Linked DNA regions of Mus musculus: regions 1 and 3 are each linked to region 2. The links are chromatin contacts, called in public Hi-C and Micro-C maps. All regions are on one chromosome and are shown on one strand. The core of a region is the stretch at or near the end of the contact, and the rest is flanking DNA. Distances in the headings are between cores, read along the strand shown.

Region 1 (2,923 bases), core at 326-2,825, 100 kb before region 2:
TCAGGAGCTGGGTCTCCAATGTTCGTCTTTCCCTTGGCATTCTGATCTTTCAACTTCCCATAAGAATGGCCACTTAAACTCTGCTCACTGTGGCCCAGGACGTCCTAATCCTGCACCTGCAGACTGTCCCACATTCCTCCCACAAAACAGTTTTAAAAACCTGTAAACCATGGCCATGTTAATCACAGCAAAGATGCCACTCCCTGGCACCTATTTTCTGTATTAGTTACTTTAAAAAATTATGTGTGTGCATGTAGGCCAAGAAAGAAAAGCAGATTTCCTGTAGCTGGAAATACAGGCAGTTTTTAGACTCTGGTGTAGGTGCTAGGCTCAAACTCTGGTCCTCTGGGAGAGCAGCAAGTGTGCTTAATTACTAAGCCAATCTCTCTAGAGCCTGTATTAGTTACCTTTAACGTTCATTGCTATGACAAAATGTCTAACACAAGTGATTAAAGAAGGACGGGTTTCTTTTGGCTCACAATTTGAGGGTACAATCCAAACTTGGTGTAGCAGGAGTCTGAGCAGCTGGTCGTATTGTAATTATGTTTAGGGGAGAGATCGTCCTGTATATACATCTCACTCCCCCACCCCTTTTTTTTTCTGAGACAGGGTTTCTCTGTATAGCCCTGGCTGTCTCACTCTGTAGTCCAGGCTGGTCTCGAATTTAGACACAGGAAGGGGCTTTACACGTTTAGGATACGTGATCTCACCCCAATTAACCCCATCTAGAAACCCCCTCACAGCTGTTCCCAGAGGTTTGCCTCCCAGATGATTCTGGATCTTGTTAACGGGACAGTTTTAGTCAGCCATTAAAATTACAGACCGTACTGGATCCCAGCTCACAAAGACCTGTCTGCCTCTGCTTCCTGCATGCTGGAGTTTTGAGTTAAGCTTTACCTTGAATTTTTCTTAAGGAAAAACTTTCTCTCCCACTAAAAAAAAAGATGTTTTATTTGACGATATACTTTTAACTGCCAATGATCATTTTAAAAGTTACTGCATAGTCATCTCATTTAGATAGTCTAATATATTTTATTTTATACAGTTGGAAATATATTTAATATGGCTTCTTCAAATATGCATGAAGTTTGTATATTCTGAAAAGGCCAAATTTCTGGTTTAATTTAATTAGCATTAGCAAGAATTTACATATGGATGTCTTAATAATGAGCAGCCCTGGGAGCATAAAGATACTCAAAAAAGAAGAAAAAGAAAAAAAAAAACCCAAACAACCCACAGCTGGCCAAGGAAATGAGAACAACGGGAGTCAGAAATAACTCAAGTTCTGAGTTTTTATCACCTGACTCTACAGATGGTGATGAAATTCTGCTGCTCTTCCTGAGCCTTCCAGGCTGCTCTAGCCTGGAGAGACAACACCACCACATACTTGGACATCTTAGAGGTTTGAGTTTCTCAGTGAGCTCAGACCAGCCTGGGCTTTACGGTAGACCTTACTTCAAAACAACAAACAGACAAAACCAAAACGAGTAGATCCTGAGGCAAATCAGCTGTGTGCCAACACGAGCGAGCGAGCGCTGAATTCCAGTCTTGGTCTGGTTAGAGCAGCCAGGCCCTGCTGCCTGGGGCTCAGCCCCCTCACTCACCGCAGTGGTCCTCATCAGCTCGGTTCCCGCAGTCGTCCACACCATTGCAGTGAAGCAGCTGAGGCAGGCACCTGCTCATGTTCCCACAGGGGAAGGAGCCGAGGGGACAACTGACATCCTGTGCACTTCCGAGAGTGACTGGGGGCAGAGGGAGAGAAATACGACAGTTGGAAAGGGTAATGTAGCACCCAAAGTAGGCCCCATCAATGCTCCCACACGTTTGTCCCTGATCTGGTTAGTGTAGAAACATGGCATCGCTATCACCAGGGCCCATAGCTGCTTTCCAGTGCCTCTGCCTCACGAGGGAGCTCTTACCAGCTTCTTTTCCTAGGGTTCTCTTACCAACTCCTATTTCTTAGTCCACTGTCCTCACCCTCCTTCGAGTGACAAAGTGGTGAGGATTGAACCTATGACCTACTTCATGCTGGACAAGTAGTCTATCACTAAACTTTGTTCCCAGCTCCCAACTCTGGGAAGGTTTTCTTAGCTTCCCCTTTAATGAACGCATGTTCATTTAACTCCAGTTCTATTCCTCTCTTCTATAGAAACCTTTCAGTTGTTTTGTTTGTTTGTTTGTTTGTTTGTTTTTGTTTTGTGTGATGGTTTGTATATGCTCAGCCCAGAGAGTAAGTAACACTATTAGAAGGTGTGGCCCTGTTGGAGTAGGTGTGTCACTGTGGGTTTGGGCTTTAAGACCTTTATCCTTGCTGTCTGGAAGCCAGTATTCTGCTAGCAGCCTTCAGATGAAGATGTAGAACTCTCAGCTCCTCCTGTACTATGCCTGCCTGAATGCTGCCATGTTCCTGCCTTGATGATAATGGATTGAACCTCTGAACCTGTCAGCCAGCCCCAATTAAATGCTGTCCTTATAAGAGTTGCTTTGATCAGGATGTCTGTTCACAGCAGTAAAACCCTAAGACATTTTGTTTTTTTAAATCAAGCATTTACTGTGTCTTTCCCATGGCCTCAGAATCAAGGCTGCTCTGGTTTGAGGGCATGGAGAAGCAAGCGCCACCTGCTCATTTGTGTATCGGATGTTCCTAAGTGTGAGGCCCTGGCAAGACTGTGCCGGGCATTGGCTAACTCCCAGCTGCCGTCCTGGCAAGGGCTGTTCTCCATTGTAAGGACACAACTGAATAAGTCAATAAGTGATTCCCAAATGAGGCGCACCAAGAAATGAAACCTGAGCTCTCGTGGCATAACTGCTGGGATCTGTAAGGTGGGCTTCTGAGAACCGGGTCTGACTAAACGGAGGGGAAAACAAAGAGAAGAACCTGGGCAGCAAGAGGAGGTAGGGATGTGGGGGAAGATGAGCATGG
Region 2 (2,856 bases), core at 34-2,533:
AGTTATTGGAAGATAATAAGTGGTATTTAATTTTTCCTTGTATCTTTGCTGTTGTTTTGAAGACAAACTTGTCTGTTGAAACCATATGCAAACCTAATTTAATGAAATTGATGTTCAGCCCAGACAGAACTGATAGGCACCATAAGAATCCTGCAGAAAAGGTCAAACTCTCATTCTTGGAAGAGTTTTCTTCGTGAGAGTTTTGAACCCCAACCCATAAATAGAGCAGTTTTTGTTTGTGTGTTCTTGTAGGCAAGGGTGTTGCCTAGGAATGGGGCCCCTTGATGGGCTTCTCGAAGTGTGTTCTTGGATGAACAGAGTTAGGGAGCTAAGGAAGGGAGCCAGGGAAGACTGCACACAAGCTGAGAAAATTATATTGGCTCTGTAGCCTTGGAACAATATCTGCTCTGGAAAAAAAACCCAACAAAACAAAACAAAACAAAACAAAACAAAACAAAACAAAACAGCACTATGCAATATTAAGGTTAATCATAGGTGATTGGACATCTACAATTGTTGCATCAGTCATTGAAAACGGATACACTTACAAGAAATCAGGAGGCGTGTGTGGTCTGCTGCTCACAGAAAGTCTCTCTGCCGTGCAAGCATCCAATATGAAACTTCCCTGTGTTTCCCACCTCCCCACAGGATGCACACACAACTGCTGGAATCCAGTGAGACTGATTTGATGTTCCCTCACCTCAGAGTTAAGAAATATGTCCCTCTCTTATGTTGAGGTGAACAGATATATTGCCAAGACGCTCGCTACACAGGGAATATTACTTTTAAGCTTTGGGAGTGTGGAAGAATAAAGTGCCCCAATGCAAGGCAGGGCATGTCTCTAAGCCTGTAAAGGAGGCAGTTCTGCAAAGCATCTTGCCTTGTGATGAGATTTCAGCCATCTCCAACTTTCTGTCTTGTGTTGTGATTTTCCACTAGGTGTTTCAGAACCGAAACAAACACAGTCTCATGGCCGCACATCACCTTTGCCCAGTATAATTCCATACCCAGGAGAGAGGGACGGTGACATACCTTCTCAGACCAGTCTGCCAGGGAGAGTTAAGTCTGTAAGATTCCACATTCACTGGTCGTGTAGTTACAGCAAGTGCTTGACTTAATGAGCCCACTGGGGAAACATTTCAGGCTCTGATTGGAAAAAGGCCTTCAAAAATAACAGGGCAAATAGTTCCAGGTCTCTGTGACCTGAAATGTCTAATTAGGCTAAAGAATTACTAGTGCATCTCTGAGAGAACCGAGGCTGTGCAGCCTGATGAGTCAGTGGAGAGTCACTGCCATGTGATCAGGGAACGGTGTGGCGTAGCTGTGCCCCAGCTGTTGGTGGCATTCGACAAGGACACACTCTGCGCTTCCATACTTCTAACACAAGTTTATTTGTGATGTTTCCACCTTATAGGAAACTACATGATGAAGTCCAAACACCAATAAAAGGACAATGAAAAACACCATTGAGAGACAGATGGAGAGTTAGAGGCACAGCTGGGACATAAATGAAACAGTAGTGATTTCACACATGAACGCTCTTGGTACAGTCATCCACGGGTCATATATGTGAACGAGGATAGTTGCAGGAGAGAGATGGTGAGGATAGTTTCAGGAGAGAGATGGGGCTGGCAGAGGATGTGTGCGGTTTCTGAGCTGATCCCAAATTATCAAGCAGGCACACACTCCCCTCTGGTGGCCAAGTGTGAAACTGCATTTTTCCATATGAATGATTACTAGTCCTCAAAGATTAAAGTTGTGCAATCAGGTTCCTGATGTTATGAGAATAACTGACTTTAAGCATTTGATTGAATTTTCCAGTCATTAAAGTTGAAAGTCTCATCTTAGAGGAGCTCTAGTTTTATAAGCTTTTTCATCTTTGGCAGTGACTCCAAGGAAGACATGGATAATTCTATTAGGCTGAGACCCAAGCTGTCCTCTTGAGGGCTAGGACATCTTGTCAGCAGATGCCTATTTGATCCTCAGGAGAATAACACACATGGAATTTAGTGAGCAGCAAATAAGAGAATCAAGTAGAAAATCTGACTTAAAAAAAGATTTATTTATTTATTTATTTAAAAAAAGATTTATTTTATGCATGTGAGTCCACTGTCGCTATCTTCAGACACACCAGAAGAGGGCATCAGATCCCATTACAGACGGTTGTGAGCCCCCACGTGGTTGCTGCGAATTGAGCTTGTGACCTCTGGAAAAGCAGTCAGTGCTCTTAACCCCTGAGCCATTTATCGAGTCCTTGCCTTATTTATGTATATGAGCGTGTTTTTCCTGTATGTATGTCTGTACACCAGAAAAAGGCACCAAATCCCATGAGACTACAGTTATAGACCGTTGTTAGCATCTGTGTGTGTGCTGGGAGTTTAACTCAGGACCTTTGGAGGATCAGCCAGTGCTAAGCCATCAATTTAGCTCCCCAGTTGACTCCTTGTAGTTTACATGAGAGAACGATGCGCAGTCTGATAAGCATGAGAGGTTCTTTCTTTTTCCTCCCATCTTGTCTAATAGTTTTCAAGATAAAACACTTCCATGCCTGTGTTGGTGGCTTATTTCTTGTTTTTGTTATTCCATCATAGTTGGCAAGCATATTGCAATTTGTTTATCTTTCCCATTATTTATGGACATGAATGTATGTACCATTCTTAACAGTGCACGAATCGTTGTATGCTTTCTCTAGTCCAATCCCTCTTCTGTGCGAGTCGCAGGGTCCAACTCAGGCTGTCAGGTTTGGCAGCAAGCATCTAATTTACTCTCTTGAGTCAACTTGCTGGCCTACTATTGCTCTGTGATGACTAGAGAGGACTTAAAGATCTCCCATTAGAACAGCTTTCATACACTGTA
Region 3 (3,165 bases), core at 536-3,035, 82 kb before region 2:
GAAGATAAGGGTGGAAAAGAGATAAAAATGAAGTATTTTAAATTCTGATGAGCTTTTGAATAAAGCCAGTCATGGCTTCACCACAGTTGTGGCTGTCATCAAACGATGGCTAAAAATCCCAGAGGGACTGGATTTTAGAGTTAAGAACATCAAGGGAACAAAACACAGTTTTTCTGGATTAGCGTGGTTCCTATAAATTAGAGTAGTACTTGTGGTTATGAGATATGCCCTGGTCTCAGTATTCAAGGCTCATGATCCCTAGTTGTTGGTTGTTCAGGGAGGATTCAGAGGTATGGCCTTGCTGGCAAAGAAAATGTGTTACTGTGGGTGGGTGTGGTGGTTTGAAAGAGAATGGTTTTCATAGGGTCATATATTTGAATAGTTTCACCCTAGTTGGTAGAACTGTTTGGGAAGAATTAGGGGCTATGGCCTTGATGTGTGCCACCAAGTGTGGACCTTTAGGTTTCAAAAGCCCACATACTCCCCAGACAGCTTGTACGTACTCTCTCTATCTCCCTCTCTCTCCACCCCTCTTCTCCTCTTTCCATCTCTGCCTCAAGCTTGTGTTTGAGGATTAGGCCCTCGGCTAGTGCTCCAGCACCGTGCCTGCTCATTCTTGGCCATCTTCCTGGTCTTGATGTTCCTGGGTTCATCTTCTGAAACTGCAAGCCCCAATAAACCCTTTTATAAGTTGCCTTGGTCACAGTGTCTCACGACAGTAGAAAGGTAACAAAGACAGTGGGCTTTGAGGTTTCAAAGGACTCCAGCCATTTCCAGTTAGCTCTCTCTGCTTCCTGTTGGAGTGAGATGAGAGCTCTCAACTGCTGCCCCATCTGCCAGCCACCTGCTGTGTTTGCTCCACCATCATGGACTCTAATCCTCTGGAATGCCATGGTATTTTAACACAGAAAAAGAAAAGTAGCTACGACAGTTATGTACTATTTATAAGAAATGGTAAAATGGTGTATTCCCCATTTAGGAAATTTCCTTAGCCTGCCTGTGTGAACTTTATTACTGGTTGTGTCATTTTGAGATCCTGCACACAATTTGCAAGTGTGTCTTTCATTCATATCAGCAAGCAGTTTACCCACTAGAGGAGCATGGCTTGGTTCAGCTGAAGGCGAGACCCTAATCTTCATAAACATATCGAAGCAGCTCAGACATCTTCTAATGAATCTGTATTTTTGTCCAGTCACATCAGAAGCTATAGTCAATGTCATATAACGTATGCTGTATTCACAAAAAGGTTGTTTTCAGATAGACTTTGGCTACATTATTAATTTCTTGTAAGAATTATATGATGCCTTTTTTTATTTTGAAGATTTCCTTCAAACAAATTAGTTCGCATGATTACAGTTATACAGCTTTTATGGAAATTAAAAACTGTGCAGAGTGAGAGTGTTCCTGGCACATTTCGAATGGTGCAGCTTCAGCTTTCAAGGCCAATTACATCCCGCTCTTACAGGAGGAAAATACATTAAAAACATAAAGAGGCCCTACGAAAATGTAAGACCAGCAAACGAGTAGGTTGATCTACTTTTCCAGTGACTCAGTGAAGCCGCCATGCCTCTTTCAAGGAGTCTGTAAGGGCTTCCCATTCTAGCCCATTTTTCTCTTCACTCACAAGAGCCACTTCCTAAGGCAAACATTTCCTGATACCATTCTGTGAAAACCTTCTGTTTCAAATATTTACTGCAGTCCAAATTCCGGAGCGTGGTGGTCAGAGGCCTTCACGATCTGGTATGCGACAATCCTCTCCCGCTTTCTTCAAGCTTGTGTTTCAGCCTTTCATAAGCCACTTGTCATCTCCTACATCTGCCGTGCCCCTCCCTGTCCCGGAAACTTTGAAAATGCTATACCACTGCTATTCGTGTAGCGTCCTCCTCCTTCTGGGGGAGTAATACCTGGCAGATCTGAACTGACTGAAGCTGGCTGGATCAGCTTGCTCATCTGTATATGGGAACAGGAGTACTGGCCGAACAAAAGACAGATCATGCATATAACTGGACAGCATGGCTTTGGGGTTAGCATGGTGAACAGAAAGAAACACCCAACTTGGGAATTCGGAGTTCAACTCTGAGGATTTTTGTGAGCCTTTGACCTATACAAGTTCACATATCTCTCTGAAACTGTGTCTTGCATTAGGAGAGACAAGGCTAAACTACCTTCCATGGTTTAACTAAAGATTACTTGCGTTGTCCTTTAACTAGAACTTCAATAATGTATCTGGCTGTACTACAACTTTAGTAAGGTCGATAGTTCACACCAACAACCAAAGTGCAGTGACATTGACCTAGCACGTCTGTGTACTTAAGTACATAGAATAAAGAATATTAAAACTCATATTAAAAACTTGCTGTGATTTCCCCAGTGCAAATGTTAAAGTAGAATACATTCCTCGGTGACTAATCAGAGAGCTCAGCTTCCAAGCGAAAGGAGATTACCATATCAGATCATTCTTTGCTCCTTCCAATTATGGATTGCGCATCTTACTGCTTTAGGGACTTCATTGGAAAAAATTGTATAATAAAGTTAATAAACCTTGGCCATTAGGATTTTTCTATATTTAGAGTAACATTTCTGTATTTTGCTATTTTATTTTTATAATACTGTGAATAGTATTGTTAGAAAAAAGGAAAAAGCATATAAAATGCACATGTTGTTTTCTTTATGGTGTCAATATGAAACGCCCTTCCCTGGGTTTGTGTTTTAGAGGCTTGGTCCTCAGGTGTTGGTATTATTGGGGGAGGCTGTTGAAGTGTTGGGAGGCAGGGCTGGAGGAAGTATGTCACAGGAGAACTTTGAAGTTTATCCTGGGAATTCAGTCTTTTAAATCTCTGCTTGCTGACTGAAAGGATGCGATGAAGCAGCTCTGATACACAGTCCCATTCCTATGGTATCCCGTCCAAGCACAGGGGACCAAGCACCTATGGGCTGAACCACCTGAACACGTGAGCCCGTGAAATAATGCCTCCTCCCAAGGTCTTCCTGACATTGTAATCCACACAATACCAAAGTAAAACTGACGCAGAAACGGGGGAATGGGAATTGAAAATAAAATTTACATGCAAAGCAGGTAGCTGTAAACAAAGATAAAGCAAAGGGAGCCAGTTTTGGACAACTGTGGTGATTTGAATGAGAATGGTCTCCATAAGATTATATATA

The links. A called contact is a pair of places that touch in the nucleus more often than the background predicts.
Region 1: a Hi-C map of uterus shows a contact between it and region 2, with 7 times the contacts expected there. The contact joins two enhancer-like sites. A contact is called at or near these places in 1 of 15 datasets of contacts at CTCF or cohesin (the NIH/3T3 cell line), 5 of 484 Hi-C or Micro-C datasets (CD4 T cells and uterus) and 3 of 115 datasets of contacts at active chromatin or transcription factors (embryonic stem cells, microglia and oligodendrocyte precursor cells).
Region 3: a contact with region 2 is called in a Micro-C map of muscle stem cells, with 3 times the contacts expected there. The contact joins two enhancer-like sites. A contact is called at or near these places in 3 of 39 promoter capture datasets (the 3T3-L1 cell line, embryonic stem cells and liver), 1 of 15 datasets of contacts at CTCF or cohesin (the NIH/3T3 cell line), 4 of 484 Hi-C or Micro-C datasets (muscle stem cells, myocytes and uterus) and 2 of 9 other capture datasets (adipose tissue and liver).

The regions. Positions count from the first base shown.
Region 1 is chr3:79,703,971-79,706,893 of GRCm38.p6, forward strand. It overlaps Rxfp1 (relaxin/insulin-like family peptide receptor 1), which reads right to left. Exons shown (of 18, transcript NM_212452.2): 2 at 1,605-1,742. Among named protein-coding and RNA genes, the nearest start is that of Rxfp1, 33 kb to the right of the region's middle. Within about 2 kb of position 1,576, at least 15 of the 459 cell types and tissues checked have an H3K27ac peak or open chromatin away from gene starts, as enhancers often do. A contact at or near this core is called in uterus, where this site is marked.
Region 2 is chr3:79,807,683-79,810,538 of GRCm38.p6, forward strand. No RefSeq gene overlaps it. Among named protein-coding and RNA genes, the nearest start is that of Gm26420, 26 kb to the right of the region's middle. Within about 2 kb of position 1,284, at least 50 of the 459 cell types and tissues checked have an H3K27ac peak or open chromatin away from gene starts, as enhancers often do. A contact at or near this core is called in muscle stem cells and uterus, where this site is marked.
Region 3 is chr3:79,725,061-79,728,225 of GRCm38.p6, forward strand. The region is part of intron 1 of Rxfp1 (relaxin/insulin-like family peptide receptor 1); the gene reads right to left. Among named protein-coding and RNA genes, the nearest start is that of Rxfp1, 11 kb to the right of the region's middle. Within about 2 kb of position 1,786, at least 4 of the 459 cell types and tissues checked have an H3K27ac peak or open chromatin away from gene starts, as enhancers often do. A contact at or near this core is called in muscle stem cells, where this site is marked.